Linked DNA regions of Mus musculus: region 1 is linked to region 2. A link is a contact called in public promoter capture Hi-C data. All regions are on one chromosome and are shown on one strand. Each heading gives the region's core, a stretch centred on a gene start, on an enhancer-like site or on the middle of the called end of the contact. The rest is flanking DNA. Distances are from core to core; before and after follow the strand shown. Region 1 overlaps Pak6 (p21 (RAC1) activated kinase 6). Region 2 overlaps Eif2ak4 (eukaryotic translation initiation factor 2 alpha kinase 4).

The links. Capture Hi-C pulls out chosen DNA fragments and counts their contacts.
Region 1: a contact with region 2 is called in a promoter capture Hi-C map of pancreatic islet. The contact joins two enhancer-like sites. A contact is called at or near these places in 1 of 39 promoter capture datasets (second pharyngeal arch cranial neural crest) and 1 of 9 other capture datasets (pancreatic islet).

What each region holds. Positions count from the first base shown.
Region 1 is chr2:118,693,392-118,699,480 of GRCm38.p6, forward strand. Pak6 (p21 (RAC1) activated kinase 6) reads left to right here. Exons shown (of 11, transcript NM_001033254.3): 6 at 1-333; 7 at 476-609; 8 at 903-1,029; 9 at 1,124-1,249; 10 at 1,816-1,950; 11 at 3,016-4,629. The coding sequence ends at 3,183. Ankrd63 (ankyrin repeat domain 63) reads right to left here. Exons shown (of 1, transcript NM_001081971.1): 1 at 5,712-6,089. Among named protein-coding and RNA genes, the nearest start is that of Ankrd63, 7.5 kb to the right of the region's middle. Within about 2 kb of position 3,185, at least 29 of the 459 cell types and tissues checked have an H3K27ac peak or open chromatin away from gene starts, as enhancers often do. A contact at or near this core is called in pancreatic islet, where this site is marked.
Region 2 is chr2:118,405,884-118,412,238 of GRCm38.p6, forward strand. Eif2ak4 (eukaryotic translation initiation factor 2 alpha kinase 4) reads left to right here. Exons shown (of 39, transcript NM_013719.3): 4 at 2,469-2,621; 5 at 5,000-5,080. Among named protein-coding and RNA genes, the nearest start is that of Eif2ak4, 20 kb to the left of the region's middle. Within about 2 kb of position 2,723, at least 26 of the 459 cell types and tissues checked have an H3K27ac peak or open chromatin away from gene starts, as enhancers often do. A contact at or near this core is called in pancreatic islet, where this site is marked.

The DNA of each region.
Region 1 (6,089 bases), core at 1,935-4,434, 290 kb after region 2:
CTTCCAGGCCGGTCTTCTCCAGCAGGCTCCCCCCGTACCCGGCATGCTCAGATCAGCACCAGCAATCTCTACCTGCCCCAGGACCCCACAGTGGCCAAGGGGGCCCTGGGTGGCGAAGACACGGGCATTGTGACCCATGAACAGTTCAAGGCTGCGCTCAGGATGGTGGTGGACCAGGGTGACCCTCGGCTGCTGCTGGACAGCTACGTGAAGATTGGGGAGGGCTCCACGGGCATTGTGTGTCTGGCCCGGGAGAAGCACTCAGGTCGCCAGGTAGCAGTCAAGATGATGGACCTCAGGAAGCAGCAACGCAGGGAGCTGCTCTTTAATGAGGTGGGGACCTGGCGGGATGCCCGCAGGGCAGTAGAAGTGTTCAATGAGGCTTGCACGGCACGTGGGGCTGACTTGGCAGGAGAACAGGATGGCCTGACCATGGGATGCTGTGCTGGGTACTCAGGCTTCTCTCTGCCCTCAGGTGGTGATCATGCGTGACTACCAGCACCTCAACGTGGTGGAGATGTACAAGAGTTACCTGGTAGGAGAGGAGCTGTGGGTGTTGATGGAGTTCCTGCAGGGCGGGGCCCTCACAGACATCATCTCCCAAGTCAGGTGGGCATCTGAAAGGGCTGGGCAGAGGGAAGGCCACCCCACCACTGCTTAGACGTGGAGATCAGTTGCCTCTGGCCAATAGGACTGATCTTACTAGACTCCTGCCTATTTGGGGTAACTGAGACTCCATGGTCTTAGATTAAAAATGGGCAAGAAAAACGTGTACTCCGGGGTTGCAGCCTGCTGAGTCTGCAGCCTGGGAGTTGTAGTCCCTTTGCCCGGGACTCCTTCCTACCCAGCCCAGCCATGCTGACCACATGGCTCTCCCATGGTGGCTTGCCTTCCCTGTCCAGACTGAATGAGGAGCAGATTGCCACTGTGTGTGAAGCTGTGCTTCAGGCCTTGGCTTACCTGCACGCCCAGGGTGTCATCCACCGAGATATCAAGAGTGATTCCATCCTGCTGACCCTTGATGGCAGGGTAGGTCCTCCCTTTCCACGGCTCAGCTGCCCTCCCTGTTCTCTCTGGTGCCACTCCTCTTCCTGGTCTCTACCTACTTCCTTTTCAACTCCAGGTGAAGCTCTCAGACTTTGGGTTCTGTGCTCAGATCAGCAAAGATGTTCCCAAGAGAAAGTCCCTGGTAGGAACTCCATACTGGATGGCTCCTGAAGTGATCTCCAGATCCCTGTACGCTACTGAGGTAAGGGTTCCCTCCATCCCCAGCTCTCCAGGCTTCGGGCCACGTAGCTCCTCGGTCTTGCCCATGTTAAGTATTTCCACTATTAATGACCCCGGTTCTGAGGTCTCCACTTAATCAGTACCTACCCGCTGCCTTCCTTTTGAGACAGGGTCTCTCTGTGTCCTCCATTTCCTGGGACTCACTATGTAGAGCAGACTGGCCTCAAATTCACAGAAATATGCCTGCCCCTGCCTTCTAAATGCTGGGACTGAAGGTCTGCACCATTGCACCCTGACCTGCCTCCCCTTTTTGATGGAGTTACTCTCACCTGGACTTCACTATGCAGCAGGCCCTGCCACACACTGCTCTCTTCTGCACTTGCTTATGGCCAGTGTTCTCCATGAGGGGTGGTTTCTATGGTCACTGGCCACTCATACAAAAAGGGGCTGAACGTAGGGCATCGGACCAGGGGGTGAGGGAAGGAGGCAGCCACACTAGGGCACCTGGTAGGAGACAAGATACTCCATCCAACACACTGCCACCAAGAGCCAGACCCCAGCAGCAGAGTCAGGGCTATTCTCCCGCAGGTGGATATCTGGTCTCTGGGCATCATGGTGATTGAGATGGTGGATGGAGAACCCCCCTACTTCAGTGACTCCCCAGTGCAAGCCATGAAGAGGCTGCGGGACAGCGCCCCACCCAAGCTAAAGAACTCTTACAAGGTCAGTTATTGTGTTAGGTGTGAACTCCTCAACCTCATACCCCCAAGCCCATTTCTCCTGAGACAGGAGGACAGGGACCTGGAGCCATGGACTCAGAAGGATATATATATATATATATATCCACATATATGTTTTTGGTCTTTTTCCACATAAAACCTGTGCAGTCACATGTATGTACCAACCATCAGATTCATGCCAACAAATTCCCACCTGCAGCTGCAGCAGGAGAGCCACGACACAGCAGGCTCTTCGCCTATCCCTATGAGGAGGAAGAGGAGCCCTAGCTGTCTCCCAAGGAGGAATCCAGAGTACAAATCCTTCCATTCTACTTGTCTGGGGCCCATACCAACACAGTGCCATCACATGATTGGGCTTGTCCTCCTGTATGACACATCTCGATCATAGCTGAGCCACTGTTTGCGCCTTAGACCCAGTATCTATACTTATTATAATTAACTCTCTCCTGCCAAATAAATCCATTCCCCTGCTGCCAGATTGCCACAGGACAGACAGCTAAATGGTACTGCCACCTAGTGGCCAAAGCTAAAAAATGCCCCAGAGGATTGATGCCCGGTTTCTAACAGGCTCTAAGACAGCTTGGTCCCTGGAGACTGCCCTGCGAAGCCTGAGATGAGCAGGTCTCAAAGAGCACCCGTTAGTTAGTTAACTGCTCCAGGGGGGCAGCCTTCTGTAGCATTCCCCAGGCAGCCCGGTAGATGAGGAACTGGATCGCTGATGCCAGTTCCATGCCCCTTTCGCAGAGCTGCAGAGCCTGAAAGCCAAGAGCCCCGAGAAGCAGGCAGGGGGAGTGGGCCGTGTGTGGAACCCAGCCACCCAGACTTCCAGACATCCTCATCCCATTCATTGCTCTGCCGCTCTCATAACAGGTGAACTGGCCTCCTTCTCCTGCCTCCTAAGCCAATCATCAGTGCGCCTGGGAGGAACCAGAAAGTAAGAAAGCAGAGAAGATGAGGTGTGGAGCTAGTGGGGGCCCAGCAATCAGGCCGCCGAGAAGTGACTGCGAGCCATGGCTTCCCCTCACCCCCTCACGGTTCTGTTCCATAGGTCTCTCCAGTGCTGCGAGACTTCCTGGATCGGATGCTGGTACGGGAACCCCAAGAGCGAGCCACGGCCCAGGAGCTTCTGGATCACCCGTTTCTGCTGCAGACGGGGCTGCCTGAGTGTCTGGTGCCTCTGATACAGCTCTACCGCAAGCAGACCTCCACCTGCTGAGCCCGCACCCAGGGTGCACCTGCCACCTGTGCCCACAGGCAAAGGACACTGGACAGCCGTTCCATTGGCAAGGCCTACCCGCCTTGCCCTCTCAGTGTTCTCTCCAAAGATCGAATGTGAAGCTCCGCACCTTCCCTCCTGCCCTTTTGCCCGCTGGGCCAGGCCGGACCTGCCCCCCTTGGTTTCACTCCCCAGAGTCCCAGTTGCCTTTGGGATGACAGTGACCCCTTCTGCAGGTTTGGCCCTTTGTTATTTGCACAGGGATGTTTCTAAGAAACGCGGAGAGTGGTGCTCTTGGCCGCAAGCCAGCAAAGCCGACAGGCTGCTGCAGATTTTTAAAGGCAGTGTCCACAGTGACCTGGGGCAACCAAGAGGGTGCATGCTCCATCTCCACATGGACACTTGCTATTCTCAACTGAAGCTTCAAACCCTGGAGTCCCAGAGGGCCACGGGGAAGGATTTCGCTGCCTGAATCCTTCTTCCTCCTCTGGTCTGACTTCTGGAAGCCCCACTTGCACCTGTTTCCTGTCTGTTCCCTGGCACTGCCTCGCCCTAGAAAACCTCTACGGAACTGTGAATAGCCTGTGTGTAGACCATGAGAGCAGCCAGGGGGGAATCTTCTGAGAGAGAGTGGGGTTGGCAGTAAACGTGGTTCCATTGTCCAGGATGTAGAGAACATTCTCTCTCTCTCTCTCTCTCTCTCTCTCTCTCTCTGTGTGTGTGTGTGTGTGTGTGTGTGTGTGTGTGTGTAAACTTCCCCCAGTGGCCCAGGTCCTTCCAGTCACCCACAGAGAGCCTCAGAAGAGCTGTCCACCTCTTTTCTACCAAGCTCCATTCTGAAGGAATCTGCTTTTTGGACCTGGCTTTCTGCCTCTCAAGTCTCATGTTATTACCTAAACAGGGAAGGGGTGTGTGTATGTCAAGTCTAACACATGCTGGGGGCCCTCAAAGTTTCTGAGTTTCTCCCATACTGAGGCAGGAATAGTAAGGGAATAAACTTTGTTTTACCTGTCAGCAACTTCTTAGCGGCCAGATCAGGGACCCCTCCTTTTCAGAACCCTGGGCTGGGACAGAAAGGTGAACCACCTCCCGGAGGGGGTCCCTCATGCCGAGCGAGGGATGGGCACCTCCTCTGTGAGCCTGCTGCCCCAGCTGTCCTGTTGATACTTCCCTGCCTCCTTGACCTCCCTCCCTTCCCACCTTCCTGGCTGTTGTGAGACAGGGAATGCCAAGGAAGAACTCTAGTGTCTGGACCCGATCCAGATAATATTTTTAGACTCCTCTGTTCCCTGATGACCTGCATTAGGGCAAAAAAAAAAAAAAATTGCAAGGTCTTTTTTTTTTTTTTAAGGGTCAGAGTTTTAAAAAAACAAAAGCATCCTTCCCTAGACATTTTTGTGACTTGTTTGCACTTGTGCCTGTTTTAAATTAAACTAAATGTTCGAACCTTTGGGTTTTTCATTCTCTGGGATTGGAGCCAGGCTTTCTTGGAACTGGATGCCCTTGGAGTGGGTGCCTGGTAGGGCTCCTCTGTGGTTACTTGAATCCACAAATCACCCAGCTTCTTTGGCTTGGACACCTAGAATGAGGGCCGAGGAAGGAGGAGCCGGGACGTGGAAGGCCCTGGGGCTGGAAGAAAGGGCGAAGAAGGCTCTGGTCAGGGCCGAGGAGCCACCAGGCGGAGGTGTGGGGGAGGGCCCTAGCAACCCAAGGCCACAGAGACTGGCCTCATTCAAGGTTGGTTTCTCCCTTCTCCTGGTCTTCAGGCTGCCCATAGAAAGTTCCCCGAAAGCAGCCCATGTTCCTTTCTTAAAACTGAAGGACTCTGACATTTCAAAAGAGTAGGGAAGTGACCAGAGACTTGGGTTCTAGCCCTGGGGTTGGGAAGTGGCAAAAATATCTTTTAACTTTTACTCCGACAGTGATTCCAATCTTCCTTTTCTGAGCTCTATACTCAAAACAGTGCTCATTGAAACCACTTAACTTGGAGCAAGGAGCCAGCCCCAGCCCCAGCCCCAGCCCCAGCCCCAGGCCCAGCCCCAGCCCCAGCCCCAGCCCCAGCCCCAGCCCCAGCCCCAGCCCCAGCCCCAGCCCCCCCAGCCCCAGGCCCAGCCCCAGGCCCAGGCCCAGCCCCAGCCCCAGCCCCAGCCCCAGCCCCAGCCCCAGCCCCAGCCCCAGCCCCAGCCCCAGCCCCAGCCCCAGCCCCAGCCCCAGCCCCAGCCCCAGGCCCAGGCCCAGCCCCAGCCCCAGCCCCAGCCCCAGGCCCAGGCCCAGCCCCAGCCCCAGCCCCAGCCCCAGCCCCAGCCCCAGGCCCAGGCCCAGCCCCAGCCCCAGCCCCAGCCCCAGCCCCAGCCCCAGCCCCAGCAGCGGTTCATTGGTTCATTGAGAAGCAGCCCCCATGACTTGTAGAATGGCCATGGCCAGGGCTGATGAAGGTAGGAAGTACCTCCAAATCAAGTGTGTGCTTCCATCTTTTCAAAGGAAGCCAAGAGGCAGCAGTGAGCAGGAAGGCAAAGAGAGGCCAGGTCTCCAATGCAACAACACTGGGTTTATTAGCTGTGCCTCCCCTGCCAGTCTTTTTCAGCACATCGCTCCAAATGCATGTGCCAACGTCCTTCATACCCTTCCACACCAACCAGCGCTAAGTGCCAGTGGCTGGGGTGACTGACTCTTCACAACGACGATGATGACGACAATAACAGGAAAGGCAGAATATGCAGCAAAGTCTTTTCCTACTGCAGGAGGGGACGAGGGAGGACCACAGCCTCAGTATACCTAGAGCTAACAGGAAGTCCAGAGCGAGTGAAGTGTGCTGGAGTTCTGTACAGAGCCTGCTAAGGCTTAGCTAAGGCTAAGGGCAGACAACAAGGCCCACAACTCAGTTGAGATGGGAAAGATCTACAGTG
Region 2 (6,355 bases), core at 1,473-3,972:
AACCTTAAAGAAGTTGGAATAAGTGAAATGAGCTGGCTGTAGTAAGACAGGTACTCCATGACTATTCCAGATAGTCAAACTCACAGGACAGAGAGGAGAATGGTAGCTGCTGGGGCTGGGAGAGCAAGGAATGGCAAATTTATTCAGTGGGAATGGTTTCAAGTTGGAAAGCCTTGGAAGTGGGGGCAGCGATGCCTGTCAGTCACGGTTGCCAGGCAGCATTTCTGCATGTCTCAGTAGTGGACAGAGTGCTGTGGGAGTCTGCCCCAAAAACTGGAGGAAAAAAAGCTTACGGGAGCCATCCTCATGGGAAGGGGTTGGAGGGGCATAAAGTGTGGGACTGTGCTGTGCAGGTCCAGCCTGTTTATCAAAAGTTTGTCTTCATAGCTCTGAAGTCCTGGCAGTTAAAAATACAATTCTAAAGAATTCATTTATGTTTTCAAGTAAAATGGAGTGTAATGAAACGTTAGCATAAGCTTAGGGACTGGCTGTGGTAGGGTCTTCCCTGAAGGCCGCCTGTTAAAGTACCGAGGCTTCATTCTCTACACGGAGGAGCACCAAAAGCAATGATTAGGAACATTCACCTTTGCCCCAGTGATGTTTTGGGGGATGAGGGGTGCTGGGGGACAGAGTCTCACTAGATGGCTCTGGTGGCCCAAATCAGAGGTGTGTGCCCACATGCTCAACACTCCTCTGAGTGACTTTTGATCTACATTAGTAGATCTTGGTTGGTTGGTTGGGTTTTTTTGGTGGGGGTTGGGGAGTGGAGGGTTGTTTGTTTGTTTGTTTGTTTGTTTTTGAGACAGAGTCTCACTATGTAGCCCTGGAGCTCACATAGAAACCAGGCTGGCCTCACAGACATCTGCCTGTCTCTGCCTGTCTCTGCCTCCTGAGGATTAGTCAGGGAGTGCACTACACATCTGGCTGTGTGTTAGCAGGCCTTTATTAGTCGTGGAAAGTGATCCAAAGTGTACCAAAGATTCTTTTTTTTTTTTTAACTGATAAAATCAAACTCCTGGGTTCCTCCCTGAGTCAGTCAGAAGTTATTTACTGAACATCTTATGCTGGGGAACTATGGTGTTCAGACAATTTGGCCTCCATGAGGGGCACAGACAAAGCATTGTCTAAAACCATGGCCGACTGGAGACTAATGCTCTGGAGAATCATGATGAGGTGTCCAGAGTGGAAAGAGGGCAGGAGAAGCCCTTGAGCAGCATCTGAGGCCAGCCCTGGATGGACAGGAGAGAAGCACTCAGGAAGACTCACTTTGGAATATGCTTGCTTTTATGCAGTCCTACAAATTGTATCAGACTTCACTTGCTCAGAAAGTGCTAATAAGTTAAATCAATGAGAACAAAACCTTGACAGTTGTGGTCTTGCCTGGTTCTGGTTTAGAAATGGTCTCTGGGAGTGGTGGGAACATCTTGCTTTACCCAATGTTATTTTAGCCCTTGCTTAGCCTCTAGACTGACATTACTCAACCCTAGGTCAAGATATATTTAGTAAACACCACCGCTTCTGGTATAATAAAAAAGTATATCACCTCTACCGAGCGAAGGCTGCACTTTCTTAGCACATACTTCTGGGAAGGCCAACTGTGAACAGACTCACAGCTTCTCGAGGAAAGCGTCATCAATGCTCAGGCCCCTTAGAAGCAGCATGAAAGAGTAAGATGTTTAAATGCTCTCTGGTAACTGTGGGGGAAAGCGCCTCGGTCCACATTCTTCACTGACAGAAGCAGCTTGGCTATGGTACCCTGGGCTGGATGCCAGTCAGTGTGGTCTCAGAACCCCTGAACTATTGATTGCCACCCTACTGTGGCTTCTGGCTTAGCCCAGAGGCTAGAAAGGTGACTTTCTCTGTTCCCCTATGGATGTTTGAGGTTGCCTTCCCTTCCTGGCTCTGTCTGGCTGATTCCTTACATATTGACCAGCCTCTTGCTTGTTCATTGCCAGAAGGGAGGGAAGGAGAGGTCTATAGACTTGCTTCTGGGCCTCTGATCAGTGTGCTATCTGGACAAGTGACAGCACTGATTGATGCTCATGGGACCGTTCTGTCCAACCGTCAAGTAAACAGGCTCTCTACTTGGCAAGGTAGCCACTCCCTTTCTACAGTTGTACATAGTTTTCAGCTTTATTTATACAGATGATTAGATGTTAGGAAAATGACAGTATATTTGAGTAGATCTTACCCACACACACATACACACATACACAAGAAGAGACACTTTTTATTTATCTCAGCAGCGATGTATCTTGATCACAGACTCAGTGAGCCCTCTAAGCGCTTTTTCTACTGTGACTGTGTCATATACCTAATTCCAAAGATGTCAGAGCAAAGTGACAAAATGCTGGCACGGCAGGTGAGTCTGGCTGCCTGCTCATCGTGTTGCCGGGTGGCAGTCCCTCTCCAGGCCCTGCCCCTTGCCATCAACTGATCATTTGTGGTTGTTTTGTTTACATGTGTAGGTGATGATATTTGAACTGGCACACCATGTGCAGTCGTTTCTCAGCGAGCATAACAAGCCCCCACCAAAGTCTTTCCATGAAGAAATGCTGGAAAGGCAGGCTCAGGAGAAGCAGCAGAGGTTGCTGGAGGCCAGGCGGAAGGAGGAGCAGGAGGTGAGAACCAGCTGTTAGTGCTGGCCCCAGCCTGGAGGCCTCCATGTGTCTATTCCCACTCTCACTATGAGTATGTCTGTGAGTCTTACTCATCACTTCATTCAGGAAATGTGCATTCATGTGAGAGAAATCACTACAAGTCACTGAGCAACACTACCCAGCTCTCTCCCTGCAGCCATCACTGGCTTGGAGCCCTTCTCTAAGTGGCTCATATGACTGGACTTCCTGTGTCGCTAAGCCTGCCAACCTGTACAGGAGTTCACTGAATCTGGAGGCTTTTTCCTCCTGACTGACAGATGTGGCTGATGCCCAGTGGGTAGAAGAGCCAGGAGTTAAACTTACTTTCATGGTCACTAAACAGCTCTATTCTTCTGTTAACTTCTCCTGAGCAGGAACTGCTTCCTGACTTTTAAAAATCCTTTAAGATGTTTTATACCCTGGGTTTCCTTCTTGATTTTTAACTTAAAATTGTTTTCTTTTTAGCCCCTTGATCAACTTAGTAAGTACTTATGTGGGTGCAGGTTAAAAAAGAAAGAAAGAAAGAAAGAAAGAAAGAAAGAAAGAAAGAAAGGAAGGAAGGAAGGAAGGAAGGAAGGAAGGAAGGAAGGAAGGAAGGAAGGAAGGAAGGAAGGAAGAAAGAAAGAAAGAAAGAAAGAAAGAAAGAAAGAAAAGAAAGAGGTGTTTCCCTAACACATTCCACAGCCATTCCTCATTCAGTGATCTGTAGGATTCCTCTAAAACAGTAGTTCTCAAGTTTCCTAATGCTACAACCCTTCAATACATTCCTCATATTTTGGTGACCCCCCATCATTAAATTTTGTTGCTGTTTTATAACTGTAATTTTGCAGCTGTTATGAATCATGATGTGGATATCTGATTTGCACACCCAAGTTGAGAACCACTGTTTTGAAGTGTGTCTTAATTGCTTACCTATGCTAGAATCTATGGGGAAATTTAAGTTCATTTTCTTGAGTATTCACATGCTCTGATTTTTTTTAATCTTTGCATGTTTTTAATATTTCACAGGCCAACCTACCCTTCCCCGCCCCCTCATCTTCCATTATTTTTTCTTCCATTCTGTTGCTCTTCATTTTCTTCCCCAGCTTCCTCTCCTCTCCCTCTCTTACCTTGGTTCTTTTTCCCGAGGCAGGGTCTTACTGTGTATCCCAGTGTGGGTATCACAGACATGTGCCATGTACCAAGTGTCACAGGTGAACTATGGAATTGTCCCTTCAGATTCTACAAAACGGATAAGCCTCCTGAGATTTTTGACTGATTAGAGCAAATTTGCATATTCTTTGGGGAAGAATTGGTATCTTATCCATACTAAACTCCCATCTAGGACTGGGTTTATGTTTATTTCTTGGTATGAAAGTCTGGTTTTCTTTCTTGCTATAGATATTACTACTCATACTTCAAGACTTGGATTTTCTCCCACTTTCTTTAATGGTAATATGTCTCCTAGTGGCATTTTATGCATACACATGACATACTTTGATCACATTCACCATGCTGCTATCCTTTCTCGTCCCTCTCCTTCTCCATCCTCTGGCACCTTTCCTCTTTCCAAATAGCCCCTTCCTGCTTTTAGGTGCTTACGTCTGGTTCTTGTTTCTGCCTCATTTTGTCCACCCTATGCTATACTAACATCCTCTGTGTGTTTTCTATAGCATGTTGTTGTTCTTGACAGGGCAAACATTCTCCATCCCTCATATTCCATTGAGATGGATCTTACCCATATTGCTTGGCTCCTATTAAACCATGTCAAGTCCCCAGTTAGAGTGCATAGTTGCTCAGTATTAGATGTTAGTGGGCCTTTAACTCACAGTCTTTTTTGGTATACTGCTGTAACTACCTGTAAATTTAGATTATGTTTTTTTGCATTTTATTGCTATTTACATTTCTGATGACTTAATACTCTTGATAAAATTTACAGTTGTAGGGAACTAAGAACAATTGACGAAGATCAAAATAACTTAATACTCAAAAGGATGATGTGAGAAGGCATATTAAGGTCATGGTGGGCTGATGTGATACCTGGGCCTTTGCCACCCTAGGCCCAGGCTCTGAGAACGTCCAACTCCACCACACCTGTATAAGTTCATGGAAGACAACAGCCCCTGCACCCAGCCTCTGCACATGGGCAGATGTTGAAGCTAGAAGAGTGAAAAGGAAGACAAACCCAGTACCTCACAGGGAAGCCTGCTGCTCAGAGACACTGGCAGCAGACATGAGCGTGGCTACTCCAAGTTTTCATGTGTAGATCTCAGGAAATGAGGGCCCTGGCATGGAAATTGAAAAGCTATGTGAGTCCAGAATGGACCTGCTGGGTGCCTTCTTATATAGATTGGTGTCTGACCTGGTCTGATTTATTTCAGCAACGTGAAATCCTCCACGAGATTCAGAGAAGGAAAGAGGAGATCAAGGAAGAGAAGAAAAGGAAGGAAATGGCTAAGCAGGTGCCGTCCATTCTGTACCAAAGGATCTACGTGTCCTCTTGTAAAAGCCCTAATGTCCACAGGAGACATCTTTCCCTCTCATGTGCTAAAGCTAAAGCTCCGGCCTTTCATTTATTACGTTTGGGGTCTGTTTCTTTTGTTTTCTGATTTGTGGTAAAAGGGGCTTGAGACAGGGTCTCACTATGTATCCTTTGCTTGCTTTGAATTCATAATATGACATAAGCTAACCGTCTGCTCTTGGAAGTTCTGCCTTAGCCTCCCTCGCTCTCAGAGCGCGAACATAAAGAAGCACTGGGCTCTGCTTATCAAGTATTTTTAGATTTCCAAAACAGGTGACAAAATCCAGCGTTGTCTATTGTCTGTAAATAACTTTGGTTTATATAATTACAGTAATTTATCAAATGAGTCCAAAGGCAGGAGATTGAAATTTTAATTAACCTGGAATAGAACTTTTATTAAACAAACAAAACAGTTTGTTCTTACTGAAGAGCGAATGGGAACCTTACATACCTTCCTAAAACTCGATTTGGTGATAGAAAGAATGATTCGCCATCAAATTAAAGAACAAACTGGATGTGCTGGGGACATTCCTCATTCTTTTCTGGACATTGCTGGCAGGGTCCCACGTGGTACAACCAGAAACAACACCCAAGCAAAGCTTTCATGTTTCTGCTGTCCTGCTGTAGCCTTAGAGGTGACACTCTTCTGTGGCTGTCTTTCCGAATATCAAAACAAAGGGACTGTAGTGCCAGTCTGCCCTGGGTAAAGCTGAATCCAAATCTGACATTTCTGTTGCCTCCACCCTCCCATCTTACCTCTGCACTGCCTCCTGTCAGCCGCTCTTCTCTCCTCAACCACCCAGTCTCTAATCATCTCCAGTCCTGTCTTTTTAACTTTCCAAGCAGATTCTAAGCTCTCGCACATAAAAATCTCATGCTCTTAAAGCTGTGATGTGGACTTCACTTGTTGACCTAGAGTTGGCTTGGGTTGATGCACTCTATTGGATGTGTACACTGCCTTCACGCACACAGGTGGAGGCTGAGGTCGACTGCCTCAATGGTTTGCCACTGTTTCTATCTGTAATTTGTAGTGTGTGGTTTTCATGCTTGCACATCCATGTGCCACAAGTGTGCAATACCTGAGGAGGCCAGAAGAGGCCATCAGATCCCCTGGGATTAGAGTTAGAGACAGTTGTGAGTTGCCAAGTGGCTCTGGGAATCTAACCCAGGTCCTCTGAAAGAGCAGCCAGTGCTCTTAACCCCTGAGCCCCTTCCA